Regions from separate parts of the Mus musculus genome. Here all the other regions are linked to region 2. Evidence: chromatin contacts called from public HiChIP or PLAC-seq data. All regions are on one chromosome and are shown on one strand. The core of a region is the stretch at or near the end of the contact, and the rest is flanking DNA. Distances in the headings are between cores, read along the strand shown. Region 1 holds the start of Gprin1 (G protein-regulated inducer of neurite outgrowth 1). Region 2 has its middle 19 kb from the start of Nsd1. Region 3 has its middle 39 kb from the start of Tspan17. Region 4 overlaps Gm40959 (a long non-coding RNA gene).

Region 1 (2,700 bases), core at 193-2,692, 440 kb before region 2:
ACCTTGCGGGAGCTAGCCTGGGTGCATAGGTCCTTGTGTTTGGCTCACACGCAGGGCGGTCCTGTGAATGCAGAGATAGGAGGCCAGCCTGGCTTTCCCTTTTCCTCTAGGATTTCTTCCCAGTCTGGAGTCATCTCTACACCCCCAGCCAGGGCCAGAGCTGCTAGGCACCTGCAAACATCTCCTGCTATGGTAACAAGACTGACAAAGGCTTGTGTACATTTGTGAGTGTGACTGAAAAAAATCCCAGTCTTCTGCCACTTGTCCTGTCATCTCCTAGTGTCCCCCCACCCCACGGCGACCCCCCCCCCCGCCCGGCAGCTGCTGCAGGTGAAGGAGTCTGTAACAAAAGGCCTTCTTTGAGAAACACTCCCCAGGCCATCTGTCCATGTGTTCATCCACCAAGCCACAGAAGGGCAAGGATGGATGCTCAAAGGTGTGCGGACTTGTGCTAGTGCCAGTTGAAAAAGAGCAGCAGGCTAAGAGACAATGCAAGGGTGTGCACAGGGTCACAGCCTGCTCCAGGGTGGAGGGTACAGGAGGGGCGTAAGCACGAGCCGGAGCAGTGAGGTTGGATGTCGGTTAGAGTATTGCTGACTTGGATCCAGGATTGATGCTCTGAGTGCGTAGCCTCACCTGGGTTGCACTAGGTGGGTTGCACAGGTGGCCGGATGTGTGAATCTGATGGAATGACCAAAGCCCGTGTGTGTGTGTGTGTGTGTGTGTGTGTGTGTGTGTGTGTGTGTGTGTTCGCGTGTGTATGTGTGTATACCTTTGGCATCGTCCAAAAATGAGGTTCCCAAGCATGAACGCGGTGTGTGACCACGTCCAGGACTGTGTGCCACACTGGGTGTGTGACGGGGTGGGATGAATCAATGAGAGCGGCCCCTCCCCCCGGTGGCGGGAATCGCCCCCTCCCGCACCGCGGTGCGGAACAAAGCGGCGGGCAGCGGAGCTGGACGCGGGGCGGCCTCTGCCCACACCACAGGCCGGGGCCGTTCACCGGGGCCCCGCCCCACCGCGCCCCGCCCCGCCGCCCCCGCCCCGCAGCCCGAGCCCGATGCCCGGCGCGGCCCAGGACCCTGGACAGCGGCCCCGGTCCGCGCGCCCTACGGCCCAACGCGCGCCCGCAGCTTACCCGCGCCGGCTCCTCGTAGCTCCGGCTCGCGCCGCGCAGACCACCCCGGTGCTCCTCGGCCGCGCTGGCGGGCGGACCCGACTCCGCGCCGTCCCTGGTCGGCTGGGCGCCCCGCCCCGGGCATGCGCGCTGGGTGCACTCGGGAGCCGGGAGGGGGCGCCGCGGGGGCGCGCGAGGGCCGGCAGACGCCGCCCGGCCCTGGGGACCGCGCGCCCGCCTGGTGCTCAGCTGGGAGCACCGCGGGCGCACGGGCGGCGGCCGCACCGAAACCCCGGTCTTCCCGATTTGCCTGCTGCCTCAGCGAGGAAATTTCCCGCGTCCCTCTCGGCCGCACTTCCGGCCTCTGCCCCCTCCGCCCCGCCCCCGGCCCTTTGTCTCGCTGCTGCCCACGCTCCGGCGAGTGGCGGCCCTGGGCTGGGAGGCGCTCGGCGTCCTCCCTGCAGCAGCCTCCCCGACGGGGAGTCCGCCCACCCTCTCTGGTCTGGGTATGCCCGGTCTCCTCCTCCTGGATACTCTCCAACAAGTCACCTCGCCTCTTTGAGCCTCAGTTTTTACGTCTGTAACTAGTATTAAATCGCCTCATAGCGATCTTAAAAAAGAAAGTGCTTGAAAGAAGGTGTTTAGGAGTCCACTTGAGTGAACCGCTGAAGGCGTGAGGACTCGCTGCCTGTTTCTCTCTACATTTGAGCAGAGGAGTGGGACCCTGTCCTTGGACTTCTCAGATGCGAACTCTGTGATATCTTGGAAGTGGTAAAAAGATCCCTGTGCCTGAACTGTGAAGCCACTTGCTAGATTACTAATGCAAATGAAAATCTTAGACAGGGACACAGAGCTAAAATTTGACTTTTAGGTGTCAATGGCTTCCATGTCCAATCAGGCCAAGTGAATAGTCTGCGCACTTTTTTTTTTTTTCAAATATGGCTAAGTTTCTTGTTTGTGGTCACACCATTCCTTAGTAGGTCGAATTGGGGTTGCAAATTTATACAGGCCACTTTCTGAAGCCCCACACTTGGGCTTATGTTTTAGTAACCATTGCTTATCTGTTTACCTTACCTTAATAACAGTAAGAAAATCTAGATGGCAAGTGAACATTTAAAATCCACAGGAAAAGCCAGGAGTAGCGACACTGCCTGTAATCCCAGCACTCAGGTGTCTAGAGCAGGTCGGTAATCCTGAGTTCTGAGCCAGCCTGATCTATATAGTGAGTACTTGATCAGCTTGGACAAGACTGATATAATAAAACTAGCAAGACTTTGTTTCCAAAAAAAATCTCAAAACAATGGAATTTATGTCGGAGAGCACGGACCCGTTTTCAGGACCACGGACAGCGCACAGAAGAGTCGCTCTCCTATTTTCTTGGTGCTGAAAATGGTTTTTCCACTGCCCAAGAGGGTACTTAGCTTCAGAATTTACAAACCCTGGTCCACATTCATCATTTCACCTATTGCCAGATGCCCCCTCAAGGTGAGTATTATTGGCTTTCTGGCAAGCAGGAAGGAACCGAGGCTTGGGAGGTCCATGAGACACACAAAAGTGGCAAGAACCAGCTTTGATTTTCAGCA
Region 2 (2,700 bases), core at 94-2,593:
GTTTCGACCCCAGAGCTCTGTGTGCTTCCATGTTGCTGCTTTATTTCGACCCCAGAGCTCTGGTCTGTGTGCTTTCATGTTGCTGCCTTATTAAATCTTGCCTTCTACATTTTATGTATGGTCTCAGTGTCTTCTTGGGTACGCGGCTGTCCCGGGACTTGAGTGTCTGAGTGAGGGTCTTCCCTCGAGGGTCTTTCACAGGCACACCAGAAGAGGGCGTCAGATCCCATTACAGATGGTTGTGAGCCACCATGTGGTTGCTGGGATTTGAACTCAGAACCTCTGGAAGAGCAGTCAGTGAGTGCTCTTACCTGCTGAGCCATCACACCAGCACCCCCCAACCCCAAAGGATTCTTTATCATGTATTTACTACACTCACTGTGCTTTTTACAAGAGGCCAAAATATTCAAGCAACTAACATGCCCCGTAAATATGTATTTAGATATATGAAACAGGAACACAGCTTTAACTGAGGATGGCTCCCAGGACCCAGAGCATGCTAGATGAGCGCTACAGAGCTGAACTACACACCCAGTCCCCAATACTTACTTACTAAATGTATGGCTTACATTGAACCTGTAGCCGTGAAACATACATTCAGGCAAATCTGGGATAGAGTGAGCTCAGGCGTTGCTCCTCCGTGGTTTAGGAGGAGCAAAAGTAGATGAGGACCCCACCCCCACCCCCAGGAAAAGGACACGCTGCGTCTGGCTGTCTGGGAGAGCACAGAAGTGTCGAAGGGAGGTCACGGTGGGGAAAGTGAAGGCAGGCCAATTTCATGGAAACATCACCTAAGAAGGGATCAGAAGAAGCCAGGAAGCTCTGGAAACCCCACAGTTTTTATAGTCAGTGTGGCTGGAAGTGAAACAAAGGTTCACAAAGGCCAGCAGATTCACCACAGTAGCACTATCAGAGATCTGGAGCCAGATTACAGCGGGGACAAAGGCCGCCTTGAGGGAAGGGCAGGAGACAGGAAAAGAGGCTGGGCCTGGAGCCGGTTTAAAAAAAAAAAGGGTGGGGTGGAGATTGCGGGAGAAAAGAAAGAGGAGTAAGAGTTGGTACTCTAGCGGAGCAAGAGGCACAAAAACTCAAGGAAGCACGAGGTCGGACAGGAGGAGCCCAGGATCCTCCACTCGGAGCGTTGCTATCAGGGAGTGGCAAATCCAGATAGATTGATGGGCACAGCGACAGCCGGATCCGGGGCGAACTGGTCTGGACAAGAATTGGCAGTCTCTTCCCGACTCCGCCCAGTTTGCAAAGCTCACCTTTTTCCCAAGGCTCTTCATCCCGCACCAACGTCATGGCCTTGGCTGGGGTGGCCGCCGATTGGCCTGTGGCAGCCATGTGACAAAGACGAGTCTTAGCCACCCTCCCCCGAATGCAGTCCCACGTGTGGCCGCTGCGGCCGCGTGGTGTTGTCTGCAGCTTTATCGCGGGTTTGCAGGACGCCCTGCCGGGGAGCTGAGGCTTAGCCTCCCCCGGTCCTGTCCCGCTGACTGGAAGAAGCGTCCCCAAACCTGGTGCCAGGACACTGTGTCCTTTTGCTGAGTCTTACGTGGTTGTCAGTTATGATCCCACCTCTTCACGGATCCAAGGCTGTGAGTGTCTTAAACTGTATTGCGGTACCTCAGGCCTGTAACACCATTGAAAGGATCGTGAACTCAAGACCAGCATTGACCAGACAGTGTGGAGACAGCTCAGCACCAGCATTGATTACACAGGATGGAGACTCTTTAAAAAGAGACGGAAGCGGGGATAAGGAGGGAGGAAAAAGAGAGGGAGAAAAGGTAGTATTTTATATTTTTGGGGTGTGTGGGGGTGGGGACTAGTTCAGCTGCTAAGGGGAGAGCATAAAGTCCTGGGTTCTAGCTGTAGAACCCACCTAAAGAGCTTAGTGATGGCCAGTAATACAGAGTTGGGGTGCTGGCTGTCATTGAGCCCAGGTCCAAGGTGAATGGCCCTGAGGAAAGACTTGGGAGTACTCTGGCCTGCACGAACACGCATAATAAAAATATAAAATAGAAAGAAATCAAAAGGTGGGGTTTTTTGTTTGTTTGTTTGTTTTTGTTTTTTTTTTGTTTGTTTGTTTTTGGTAAGTAGTGTTTTAGGTCTCAGGGTGTGGCTAGGAGCCTACCAGTTATGATTGCCAGCAGTATAAAAAGTAAATAAATAGCATTTTAGAGACTTGGAAGCCAGCACATCTAGCTGAAATGAACTGTCCACCATGTGGCCCAGGGCAGATCTTCAGTTTGATTGATCCTCAGATTCCCTATCTATGAAAGAGGATTACCCAGAGCTCCTAAGATGGCTCAGTGGACTAAGGCACTTGCTGCCAATCCTGTGACCTGAATTCACTCCCATATAGTAGAAAGAAGGATCAACTTGTGCATGTCTTCCGACTTCTACAAAGACACAAGCCTGCCCACAAAACCACCGCACTCACATCCACCCATAAAATACATTCATATAGGGGTTTTGTTTTGTTTTGTTTTGTTTTTTGAGACAGGGTTTCACTGTGTAGCCTGGCTGTTCTGGAACTCACTCTGTAGACCAGGCTGGCCTTGAACTCAGAAATTCTGCCTCCCGAGTGCTGGGATTAAATACATGCGCCACCATGCCCGGCCATATAGGGTTTTAAAAGCCAGGGGACTGGAGTGAAGGCTCAGAGGTTAAGAATGCTTGTTCTAGAGGGTGGGGGTT
Region 3 (2,700 bases), core at 93-2,592, 360 kb before region 2:
TGTCTCATTACAGCTTTTTCCTAAGTGGAAAAAGAGGAAGAAAGAAAAGAAAAGAAAAAGAGCAAGGGAAGCCTCGGCTGCCTGAGAGTTGTCACATCCTGAGAACGGCCCTGACCCTGTGTGGCTGTCATCCACTCTGGTCAGCTGCCCCCAGCATCAGTGGCCCCCTGACCTCTGAACCTTGTCCTGGGCACCTTGCCCTTGGCAGCCTTTCCTGGTCCTGCCTTTCCCAGCTGTGCCCTCTGGATAGGACCAGAATGTCTGATTGGCTCAGGTTTTGTCCTCTATACCTCATGACCCCAGACCCTGGGATCTATGCTAGCCCCTAGGCACAAATGGCTAGGTGTTTCAACAGAATTCTTATTTTCATAGTCTCTTGAGAAACAGTTGACATTCCTCATGAGAAAAATCACAGATCGAGGTACATGTGTGCTGAGAACAGACACACTTTGCACATGCGTGGGGACCCACTCTGTATACTGTGCCTTGCTTCAACATATGGAAGCAGGCCGGAGAGATGGCTCAGCGGTTAAGAGCACTGATTGCTCTTGCAGAGGTCCTGAGTTCAAATCTCAGCAACCACATGGTGGCTCACAACCATCTGTAATGGGATCTGATGCCCTCTTCTGGGCTGTGTCTGAAGAGAGCAATGGTGTACTCATACATAAAATAAATACAATCTTTAAAAAAAATGTGGAAGATCTCAGATGGAAGGGCCCCCATATCCTCCTTTTCACAAGACCACTTTATCCCCAAGTTACCTGTTCTATTCTGGTCAGCTGAGTGGCTTTCCCAACAGTCAGGCACCCTCGCCTCCTTCCCCTCCGGGTCCACTCCCTCCCCAGCCGCGCCCCGCCCCCCCATGCCCCGCCTTGATAATGGATCTGACTCATGAGGAAGCCAAACAATCTTTCAATGCTTGGAACCTGGGCCCTGCTGTGTCCTTGGCTAAATCAATGAGTCCCTGTAAGTTTTTCTATCTGGAGTGCAAGGTCAATAATAACACCCAGGGGTGAGCGTGAGACTGGAAGAGCATCCATGTGTAGTATAATAATAATAATAACAGTATTTTATAATCGAGCACTAGCTTAGGGTCCCAGTCCAAGTTATATTTCTTTTCTTTTTTTTACATTATTGGCTGGAGTCTTCAGTTTCTATCACTCACGACCTTAATTTAAAGCTAAAAGATTGAGGTGCTGAGAGACTGGGTTAAGTGCTTATGGTTGTAGCTGTAAGGAAGAAGGCCTTTTTCATCAGGGAGGGAGGGCTTGCAGAATCCTCCCAGCACTCCTCCCTGGCTGTATTCTGTTCCCTCGGGAAAGAGCCCGCCCCCAAAGTAGGTGTGGTCTCAACAAGGGCATCCCTAGAGCCTGCCTTCTGTGGCAGAAGTCCAACAGTAAGTAGCTCAGCCCTTACTTCAGGGAGGGAAGTAGCCTCAGCTGAGAACCTCATGCTAGCCTTCAGTCCCCAGTGTTCTCATACCTGACCCCACAGTTACCTGGGAATCTGAGGGCCCCCAAAGAGAATCTTCCCATTTCGCTTAACGTGAGCGCAATCTGATCTCCATAGCTGTCAGCTCAGAACTCTGCAACTGAACAGCGTAATTGACCATCTAGAGCTGCCATGGCGTCTTAATCCCAGCACTCGGAGGCAGAGGCAGGCAGATTTCTGAGTTCGAGACCAGCCTGGTCTACAGAGTGAGTTCCAGGACAGCCAGGGCTATACAGAGAAACCCTGTCTCGAAAAAACCAAAACCAAAACCAAAACCAAAACCACCACAACAACAACAACAACAAAAAAAGAGCTGCCATGGCGTCTTAAGCGTGTACCACGTGCTTCATTCCAAGATTAAAAAAAAAAAAAAAACAAAACCAACCAACCAAAACAAAAACAAAAAACAAAACAAAAACAAAAAACAAAAAACCTCTACTCTACAGACATTGGTTACACTTCATCCCGCCACCTTCCCTAGAGTCCCTGTCTCACACGCAAGCACCGTTAGGGTGATGGACATTGAGATTTTTGCCCTTAACACATAACTAGAAAGGGCAGGCAGGTTTAATCTCAGCTGCTTGAATATAAAACACTCTCCTTAGAGCTCCCAATGAAGCAGAAGCGAGAAGCCATTTCAAAACCCCTGCTGCACAGAGATCCTCTGTGAAGCCCTCTTGGGAAACCCTGAGCAACTGTCCTAAGACCAGACGCTGACGCCTGACCGGAGAATACTGCGGACTGTGGGAGGCAAACTTTGAACTAAGTCTGCCCAGTAGCCAGCCAGCTGGAAACCCTGTAGGGAAACAAAGCCTGCAGGACGAGCTCTAAGAGCTCGTGGGCGGGGCTAACTTTCGTTAGCAGATTGCTGAAGGAAATTGGAAGCTTGAAGGGAGGACACAGGTGAAAACAGCAGCTAAGACTCCACGTGTGAAGCCTGAACCCGACCAGCATCAGAAACCTGACCATCCGCAGGAAGACCTACAGAAGAGAAGAGGACGGCCCACCGCTCACTGCCTTATCACAGAGGGATGCCCCAGGGTGAGACAGGCTTCTGGGAGCCTGGGAAGGAATACCAAGAGATGTGAGACAGAATCGGAACAGCCAGGCCAGTTTGTTATCGCGTTTGGCATCCTTATCTTTCCGCTGTTTACATCAAGTCCTTCTTTATTGAATACCCAACATCAAGTTGGGGTCCTATCCCTCCCT
Region 4 (2,700 bases), core at 19-2,518, 330 kb before region 2:
AAAGAGGGAAGGAAGCTGCCACACCCAGGTTCCCTGCCCCTAGCAATGATTCGGAGGCAGGGTTAGGAAGAACCCAGGGTGGACCACTGCCAACTACCTGGGCATTCAGCTTCTGGTCTCCCTGGCTTCAGGGACTAGACAAGATAACATGAACGTGGTCCATTTATCCATTTATGAAGCCCCTGTTGGTGCCAGGCATCATTGCCCCAGGGCCTTGTGGCTAAGCACATGGTCAGGGGACCTGCTCAGGGCTTCAGTAAGGGTGGGAAGAGGGCCAGTGGGCAGATAAGTGAGCGAGATGACATCAGGTCAGTGCCAATGAGTGCAGAAAGAGATGCAGAATGGAGCCAAGGCGCTGGAGAGTGGCTAGGTCAGGGAAGGACATGCCAACCAGATAACATTGAGGGCAAGGGTCTGAGGTGGGCTGGGGAAGGTAGAACACACACAGCAAGGGAATAAAGGGGGAGGGGAGGGGCCCCGACGGGGTCCGGGGTTCACTTGAAATTGACCTGGAAGGTTCCAAAATGGAGGCTGTGATTTGTGATCTAATTTACATTTTAAAAAATCACCAGGTTGCTCTTTGAGGTGGAGAATATGGGTAGGGAGGGACAGAAATTCCGAGTGTCCCGAAGTGAGGGGAGGCTTGTGGGAGGAGCTGGATGAGGATGGGTGTTTGGTGGTGGGCAGCCTCTGCTGAGAGCTGGGGCTAGGGAGAACCCTGGGCAAAGCTGGGTTGCCAAGTCCTGGGAAGAAGTCCATGGAGTGGGTGGGCCTGGGAGCTCGGCTGGCTCTGGGCTACAAGAAAGGGTGCCCCCTTGCAAACAAACAAACAAACAAACAAACAAACAAACAAGAGACCTAGAATTCACTTTGTAGACCAGCCTAGCCTTGAACTCAGAGATCTGCCTGCCTTTGCCTCCTGTGCACTGGGATCAACCTGCATCACTTTGCTTGGCAGATCCTTTTGGTGTTTTAGAAGCCAAGATGGTGGTGCTTAGTCCTCACGGGCCTTATCTCTCCTGCCCTGGTGCTCCAAGGCCACTGGGTCTCAGCCACTTCTTCCTAGCAGGTGGCCTCCATTTCCAGTGTCTTCCTGTGGCCCAGGCTCGCTGTTCAGTTTCCAGTCATCATTCAAGGTGGGAAGGAAACAAACAGGGAGGCACAAAAGAGGCTCCAGCTCCTTCTCTTAAAGGCAGCAGCCTAGAAGGGCGGCATGCATTTGCTTACATCTCATTGGCCAAAATTTTACTGCATTGACCACACTTGGTTGCAAAGGAGGCTGGGAAGTGTAGTTTTCTGCTGAACCCTTTGTCCACGACTCTGGTGAGACAGAGGGGTGTGGAAAGCAGCTAGCCACATCGGGACGTTCGTTAACCGTGATGCCAAGTAGATAAGATCAAAGCAACCACCTGTTCACGCTCACCGAGCCTTCTGCCACCTGTTCCCACGTCACTATGTCCCCACAAACTTCTTTCCCAGCCTGCCCTGCTTCTCTCTCCTAACTCAAATCTTCCTTCCCTCCTCTAACTTTCTTGACACGTTGTTTGAACTCCCTCCCACCCCAGGGTCTTTGCATTTACTTCTGTGATACTTTACACCAAGACCCTTGCACCACCAACTCAACTCGCCGAGACTCAGGTCTCAGAGAAGACACTCACCAGACACTGTCAACCACAGCACTCCAATGATCTGTCAGGTATGGCCTTGGTGTGGCTGTTCAGTCTGGGATTGCAGAGCCTTGTGCCACCCAGAACAGTTCAATGAGGATGCTCACACGTTCCGTGGTAGATCAAGGAGACTCTAAAAGAGCCAAAAGCTCCGCCGCTGAGTGCCATTGTGGTCACTGTAATGGCACTGCCAGCGTAGCTCATGTGTTCATGGCAATGCTGTGAAAAGAACTCTGACAGGAAAGGACTGATGACAGGCTATGCTACGTTACTAGTTTATGTATCCAGCTTTGCCATTATTTCAGCATATATTTCTACTGATTAAAAACATCTCTGTAAGCCAGGCAGTGGTGGCGCATGCCTTTAATCCCAGCACTCAGGAGGCAGAGGCAGGCGGATTTCTGAATGCAAGGCCAGCCTGGTCTACAGAGTGAGTTCCAGGACAGCCAGGCTACACAGAGAAACCCTGTCTCGAAAAAACAAACAAACAAACAAACAAACAAGCACACAAACAAAACGATCGCTGTAAAACAGCATGTCCTGTGATGCTAGCACCAGCGTCATTTATGCGTCCACTGAAGTCTGTGCTGAGACAGTAGCCTAGGACACCTGGGATGTGTCCTCTAGGAAGATGGTGAGCCCCTGGCCACTCCCTGTTTTTTTCTACCATGTATTCCCTACAGTTGGTGTAGTTAAGTCACCTGATGATGCGGTCCTCTGCTATTGTTAGTGACATGTGACCGTGTTTTAGTGACTCCTCACTGGCATTAGGGACATACCAGCAGCAAAGAGGGTTCCTTTGACTGCCTCCATGTCTGTACTTCAGAAGAGATGTGTGACTGTAGACAGGGGACTTTGCTTTGGCATTGAGCTATAGATGCCCACAGTGTATACAGTTCATGCCTACAGTTCATACAGGCCTGTGGTCCCTAGGACCCATGGTCATGCCACCTTTCTGCCTGCTTTCCTTGGCCAGGCCTTGGGTTTCTGGAGGAGAAGCGCAGAAGAAAACTGAGCATTCTGGGATCTTGAG

Evidence for each region. HiChIP or PLAC-seq counts read pairs in DNA pulled down with a chosen protein or histone mark.
Region 1: a contact with region 2 is called in an H3K4me3 HiChIP or PLAC-seq map of forebrain, with 4 times the contacts expected there. The contact joins the promoter of Gprin1 here to the enhancer-like site in region 2. A contact is called at or near these places in 5 of 39 promoter capture datasets (the 3T3-L1 cell line, the C10 cell line, embryonic stem cells and 2 more), 2 of 15 datasets of contacts at CTCF or cohesin (embryonic stem cells and large pre-B cells), 3 of 484 Hi-C or Micro-C datasets (bone marrow-derived macrophages and embryonic stem cells) and 10 of 115 datasets of contacts at active chromatin or transcription factors (craniofacial prominence, embryonic basal ganglia, embryonic forebrain and 6 more).
Region 3: a FOXA1 HiChIP or PLAC-seq map of pancreatic cancer cells shows a contact between it and region 2. The contact joins two enhancer-like sites. A contact is called at or near these places in 6 of 115 datasets of contacts at active chromatin or transcription factors (bone marrow-derived macrophages, craniofacial prominence, embryonic basal ganglia and 3 more).
Region 4: a contact with region 2 is called in an H3K4me3 HiChIP or PLAC-seq map of the SCID.adh cell line, with 3 times the contacts expected there. The contact joins two enhancer-like sites.

Annotation. Positions count from the first base shown.
Region 1 is chr13:54,748,432-54,751,131 of GRCm38.p6, forward strand. It overlaps Gprin1 (G protein-regulated inducer of neurite outgrowth 1), which reads right to left and starts at 1,443. Exons shown (of 2, transcript NM_001316710.1): 1 at 1,139-1,443.
Region 2 is chr13:55,189,043-55,191,742 of GRCm38.p6, forward strand. No RefSeq gene overlaps it. Among named protein-coding and RNA genes, the nearest start is that of Nsd1, 19 kb to the right of the region's middle. Within about 2 kb of position 1,344, at least 411 of the 459 cell types and tissues checked have an H3K27ac peak or open chromatin away from gene starts, as enhancers often do. A contact at or near this core is called in the SCID.adh cell line, bone marrow-derived macrophages, craniofacial prominence and 8 more, where this site is marked.
Region 3 is chr13:54,827,354-54,830,053 of GRCm38.p6, forward strand. No RefSeq gene overlaps it. Among named protein-coding and RNA genes, the nearest start is that of Tspan17, 39 kb to the left of the region's middle. Within about 2 kb of position 1,343, at least 20 of the 459 cell types and tissues checked have an H3K27ac peak or open chromatin away from gene starts, as enhancers often do. A contact at or near this core is called in pancreatic cancer cells, where this site is marked.
Region 4 is chr13:54,862,998-54,865,697 of GRCm38.p6, forward strand. The region is part of intron 2 of Gm40959 (a long non-coding RNA gene); the gene reads right to left. Among named protein-coding and RNA genes, the nearest start is that of Gm40959, 10 kb to the right of the region's middle. Within about 2 kb of position 1,269, at least 18 of the 459 cell types and tissues checked have an H3K27ac peak or open chromatin away from gene starts, as enhancers often do. A contact at or near this core is called in the SCID.adh cell line, where this site is marked.